Regions from separate parts of the Macaca mulatta genome. Here region 1 is linked to region 2. A link is a contact called in public Hi-C data. All regions are on one chromosome and are shown on one strand. Each heading gives the region's core, a stretch centred on a gene start, on an enhancer-like site or on the middle of the called end of the contact. The rest is flanking DNA. Distances are from core to core; before and after follow the strand shown.

Region 1 (2,700 bases), core at 177-2,676, 37 kb after region 2:
CCTGGGGCACAGAGCGAGACTCCGTCTCAAAAAAAAAAAAAAAAAAAAAGCATTGTCCAGCTACTTTTAGTCTATAATCATAAACTTAGGGCATTTTTGCAGAAAACAAATTAAGGGCGTTGCATTAGTAATAATAATTATGCTCTACATACGTGATCTAATTTTCACAAAAATCCTATGAGGTAAGAATTATTATTTCCATGTTGTGAGTGAAGACACTGTGGTTTAGATGGTTAAGTACCTTGCCCACAGGTATGCACCTCATGGAGTGGGGAGTTAGGATTTGAGGCTGGGCAGTTGGGTCCCAGAGCCTCGGTCAGAGCATGGGGGAAATGGAAATCCCAACAGTGGTGTCTGCTCTGGGGCATGTGCTCCACCCACACCCCATGGCAGCAGAGACAGGAACTAAGGAGCAGCTGCACATGGCACAGCACGTACTCTTCAGGAGTAAAGAGTGCACCTGCATCCTGGTGGAACTCCTCCAATCTCACCTGTCCGGGAAACAGAGAATATTCCTTAAGCTCAGATAAATCCACTGGGATTTGAGCACCCGAGGAATGTTCCCGGTCTCCCTCGAGAATCACTGACTTGTTGTTCAGTTTCCCGTTGCTATCACAGCCAATCTGGCCCAGCAGAGTGACAGGCTCCTACCAAAGGAAGGTCACAGCATAAGAATGACAGTCTTTGGAGCAGGAGCTCAAAATCTGAAGTCAATAGGATGAATAGCAAAACAAACTGCAAACAACAAATACATTTTTTGGCAGGGCATTGCTTTGACCCTGAGGTGACTACAGCATCATCACTGACTCTCAGGATGGAAGAACTCTGAAAGGGCATCTTGTCCACCCACCAACCCAGCACTTGAGCCCTCCGAGGAGGCTGCCTAAGTGTGAGCATCTCTAGTGTAGGGGAACTTGCCCCTGGATGCCCACCCCACCTGGTCCTCACCATCCCAGGGCAGCACACTGCATCTTTGGACAGCTATAACTACTTAATGATAACATTTCTTGAGCTTACTAAATACCATGCACTATTCTAAAATGTATTCTTAGGCATTTTATATATATTAACTCATTTAATCCTTGCAACAACCATCAGGTGGATATTATTGTACCCATTTTACAGATGAGGAAAACAAGCAACAGAGAAGTTAGATAATTTAGTCAAGGTCAAACTGTGGGTGAAGCTTGGGTTTGAGACCAGAAATTTGGCTCTAGAGCCATATCCTTAGCCACATACCATACAACCTCCTAACAGGAAGTTCTTTATTAATTGAGCTAAAATCTCTGTCCCTATGGCTTCCTCTGTTCTGTTCCCACTCTTGGGAGAAAAGAGAGGAAGTCTCATCTTTCCCAGTGATTGTGCTTCCCTGCCTTCCCTCAATTATTTCCTTCCAAGTCCTCCAACACTTCCTTCTATGACACAGTTCTGCATCACTTCCCCAACTGGTCATTCTTTGAATGTAAACATTGACAAAGGTACTTTAAAGAAACTTCTAGAATATATTTCCTCTTAAATTAGAAAACATTCTAGAGAGAAAGTACTGGTATATACACCAGATTAAACTATGATATAAAGATAGTATTGGTAGCAGTTTGTCTATAACAAGAGACCAAACAAGGGGAGAGACTGTGAGTCATTGTCCAGAGAACAAGATTCTGAAAACCCCACCCTCGCTGCTGTCCTTTTATCTCGATATGTGAATGCTTCTACTTGTGGGAAATCCCCAGGGAGCTACCTGACTCACCACCAAGGGAAACAAGGCCTTCAGTCTCTGCTTATGTGCAAGACTCTAATCCAAGTGGGAAGAAAATCACTCTCTGGCCACAAAACCAGACAGCACTTACAAATCTTTCTTCAGAAGGGCCTATTTTCCCAAATTCAACCAAGATAGATGTTCAAACTAGAACACAGACAAGAAGTGAAAAAGGAAGCAAGAAGGATGGCTCTTGGTCATCGATTAAAAAATGTAATATTAATTAGTGAGAACTATTAGAACAACTCTTACCTGTGCTGGGGCTAGCAAAGGAGTGAAAGCTTCAATCTTATAATGTTCCTTGAGTTCGCTGCCGAGTTCTTCTATCTTACATGTCAGAACTGCAATCCCAGAAGTGGAAAAAAAAATACTATGTTAAGACATTTCACTTGCCAAGAAGAGAAAATACAGCACATTGTAAAATATTAAAGTCAGTCATTTTTTTTATTTTTTATTTTTTTTATTTTTTTGAGACGGAGTCTCGCTCTGTCACCCAGGCTGGAGTGCAGTGGCCTGATCTCAGCTCACTGCAAGCTCCGCCTCCCGGGTTCACGCCATTCTCCTGCCTCAGCCTCCCGAGTAGCTGGGACTACAGGCGCCCGCCACCTCGCCCGGCTAGTTTTTTGTATTTTTTAGTAGAGACGGGGTTTCACCGTGTTAGCCAGGATGGTCTCGATCTCCTGACCTTGTGATCCGCCTGTCTCGGCCTCCCAAAGTGCTGGGATTACAGGCTTGAGCCACCGCGCCCGGCCGAAGAAGGCTTCTAAGGAAGGAGCCATGAATATCTTTAAGTTGAATTCCTTTACATCGTTCGAGTTTTTGCTGCTGGGAATGGTTATGTGCTTTTTAGCCAAGTGAAGTAACTTGGGGCAATCACTGATAGTATTGCCAGTGTCCCTCCACTACTAGGGATTCCATGAAGACATTACCAACTCATATATTCA
Region 2 (2,700 bases), core at 101-2,600:
ATCCTCCAATCATGAGGAATATTAGGCCACCTCACACCCCCCTCCCCCCCAAATCAGGAGACTGTCCTTAAATCCGGCTCCACCTGGGACTTCCTCTGTAACCTTCAGGAAGATGCCTCTCCTCTCTGGGTCTCACCTTTCCCATCTATAAAATGGGCTGACAATGAAGCCACCACTAGAGGGCTACTGGAGATCCCACTGCAATATTGCAAATGAGAGCACCAGTGTACAACAGCGGGGTTCAGCGGGTTACTGTAGGTTACTGTAGGTTCTATCATTCATTCAGCAAATATCTACAAGACCTTCCTTCCTCAAGCACTTCGGTTCTCCGGGGCCAGTGCTTTGAACAATATCAAAAACGAACGGCTGCTGGCCCCAGGCATCCACCTCCTCCCGCCCTCCTAGACCTCGCGGATGCAGAGTCCCTCTAGCCGGCCGCGGGGTCTCCGGGGTCCCCGTGCCTCTGGAGAGGCGCTCGGCTCCGCGGCCGCCAGGTGGCGCGCGTGCTCCCTTGAGCGCCCCGTGTCCCGGAGGATTCCGAGAGCGCACCGGGGTCTCCAACGCCCCTCCCCCCGGGCTCCAGGCAGGAGCTCCCCAAGGAGCTGCGCGTTCAAGTACCAGACGGGGATTGCCTGCGAGATCTTTTTGCTTCGGGGTTTCTGGTCCCACAATCGGAGAAAAAGGAGGCGATTGGGGACCCTGCCCTAGTCTCTAAGCTCTGGGAGGAACCGCCCCCGTGCTTTCCGGCCTGGGCGATGTCCTAGTGTCCGCTTGGCGCAGGGCCAGAGCTCGGGCGTGCGGGCCCCCGCTCCTCCCACGGGTCCGGCTCCTTAGCTCCGGCTCGGGTTCCGGCGCCGACCCCTCCCCGTTCCTACCCGGGCGCAGCCCAGCCCAGCACGGATCCGTTTCAGGACACTCGCGGCCGCAGCTAAAGATAGGAGGACACCTCACCATCGGCTAAAAATATGGCCCCCAGCCCCGGTGGGGACGCTGGGCGGCGGGGCACCCCTGGGTCTCGGGAGGGGGGCGGGGGCCCGGGTACAGAATGGAGGGCAGAACGGGGAATTCGGGGTCGGGATGCGCGGCGCCCCACGGACCGTGGCGGGCACGGGCGAGGCTGCGGGCACCCACATGCAGGCGGGAAACCCATGGAGCCCTAGGCGCCCTCGAAAGGACCTGAGCGAGGTGAGAGGCAGGGCCAGGGCGCGAGCTGGGGCGGGGCGCCACAGAGATGGGCCTCTCGGGGGCGGGGGGGCCGCGGAGTTGCGAAAATCCCAGCCTGAACTCACCGTGAGGCAAGCAGACGGCGGACTGGCGGACAGCAAAGTCTCAGGAGCTGGACAGCGCGGCTGCGGAACCCGACGGGCGGTGAACTTACAGAGCCCACCGCGGACCCCGCAGCCCCGCCCCGGCCCGCGGAGCCAATGCCTGGGCCGCGCCAGCCAAGCCCCTCCCCATCCCCGCCCAGGCCCCGCCCCACTCCGGGCACCGCCCGGGGCTCCGGGTGTGGGAGGTGCAGCTCCCGGGTCCAGCGGTCGCGCGCGCCCTGGGGTCCTGTCCTGGTTCGGGCGGCTGAGGTCCGTATGGCGCAGGGTGGCCTCCCGGGACTCCGGCTGTGCCCATGGGAACTAAAACCCTCGGTTTTAGAAAGGCCGAGAGACAGGCTCCCGGAAGACCGAATTCTTCAGAAATCGCAGAGAGACCTTGGACAGGATCCTTCCCTGCAGGGCTGGATCGGGGAGGCGCTGGCACAAGTATATTCAGTGACTTCCTGGGAATGAATGAGGCCTTGGAAGCGCCTACGTTAGAATACTACAAACTTGGCCGGGCGCGGTGGTTCAAGCCTGTAATCCCAGCACTTTGGGAGGCCGAGACGGGCGGATCACGAGGTCAGGAAATCGAGACCATCCTGGCTAACACGGTGAAACCCCGTCTCTACTAAAAAATACAAAAAACTAGCCGGGCGAGGTGGCGGGCGCCTGTAGTCCCAGCTACTCGGGAGGCTGAGGCAGGAGAATGGCGTGAACCCGGGAGGCAGAGCTTGCAGTGAGCTGAGATCTGGCCACTGCACTCCAGCCTGGGCGACAGAGCGAGACTACGTCTCAAAAAAAAAAAAAAAAAAAAAAAAAAGAATACTACAAACTTACAAGTGAGTTGATAAGTTTACCTTCCGCGAGAAAAGAGAATATGGGAAGGCAGAGGCCGCGTGGCCTGGACCCCCGTCTTTGGTGTCAGGCTTCCAGAGTGAAGGTGGGGCTCATACTCAGACTAGTTCCTGGTCCATTCGTTCATTAAGTCAGTCAGTCATTCTTACAGGGCCAGAAACTTATTTTTTTTGAGACGGAGTTTCGCTCTTGTTGCCCAGGCTGGAGTGCGATGGCGTGAGGCTCACCGCAACCTCTGTCTCCTGGGTTCAAGAGATTCTCCTGCCTCTGCTTCCTGAGTAGCTGGGATTACAGGCATGTGCCACCACACCCGGCTAATTTTTGTATTCTTAGTAGAGATGGGGTTTCTATATGTTGTCCAGGCTGGTCTCGAACTCCTGACCTCAGGTGATCTGCCCACTTTGGCCTCCCGAAGTGCTGCGATTACAGGCGTGAGCCACCGCGCCCGGCCCAGAAACATGTTTTGAAGGGCAGGCACCCCACAGGGTGCTGGAGACAGACTGAAGGCAACTGCACTGCTCAGTGACTCAAGAGA

Evidence for each region. Hi-C and Micro-C count contacts between places; a contact is called where the count stands out from the background.
Region 1: a contact with region 2 is called in a Hi-C map of blood, with 4 times the contacts expected there. The contact joins the enhancer-like site here to the promoter of CDC42EP2 in region 2. A contact is called at or near these places in 8 of 14 Hi-C or Micro-C datasets (CD4 T cells, blood, cortical neurons and 5 more).

What each region holds. Positions count from the first base shown.
Region 1 is chr14:9,114,940-9,117,639 of T2T-MMU8v2.0, forward strand. It overlaps POLA2 (DNA polymerase alpha 2, accessory subunit), which reads right to left. Exons shown (of 18, transcript NM_001267008.1): 7 at 2,009-2,097; 8 at 492-647. It overlaps LOC144334127 (a long non-coding RNA gene), which reads left to right. Exons shown (of 3, transcript XR_013403579.1): 3 at 61-964. Among named protein-coding and RNA genes, the nearest start is that of POLA2, 20 kb to the right of the region's middle. Within about 2 kb of position 1,427, at least 4 of the 40 cell types and tissues checked have an H3K27ac peak or open chromatin away from gene starts, as enhancers often do. A contact at or near this core is called in blood, where this site is marked.
Region 2 is chr14:9,077,853-9,080,552 of T2T-MMU8v2.0, forward strand. It overlaps CDC42EP2 (CDC42 effector protein 2), which reads right to left and starts at 1,351. Exons shown (of 2, transcript NM_001194619.2): 1 at 1,290-1,351.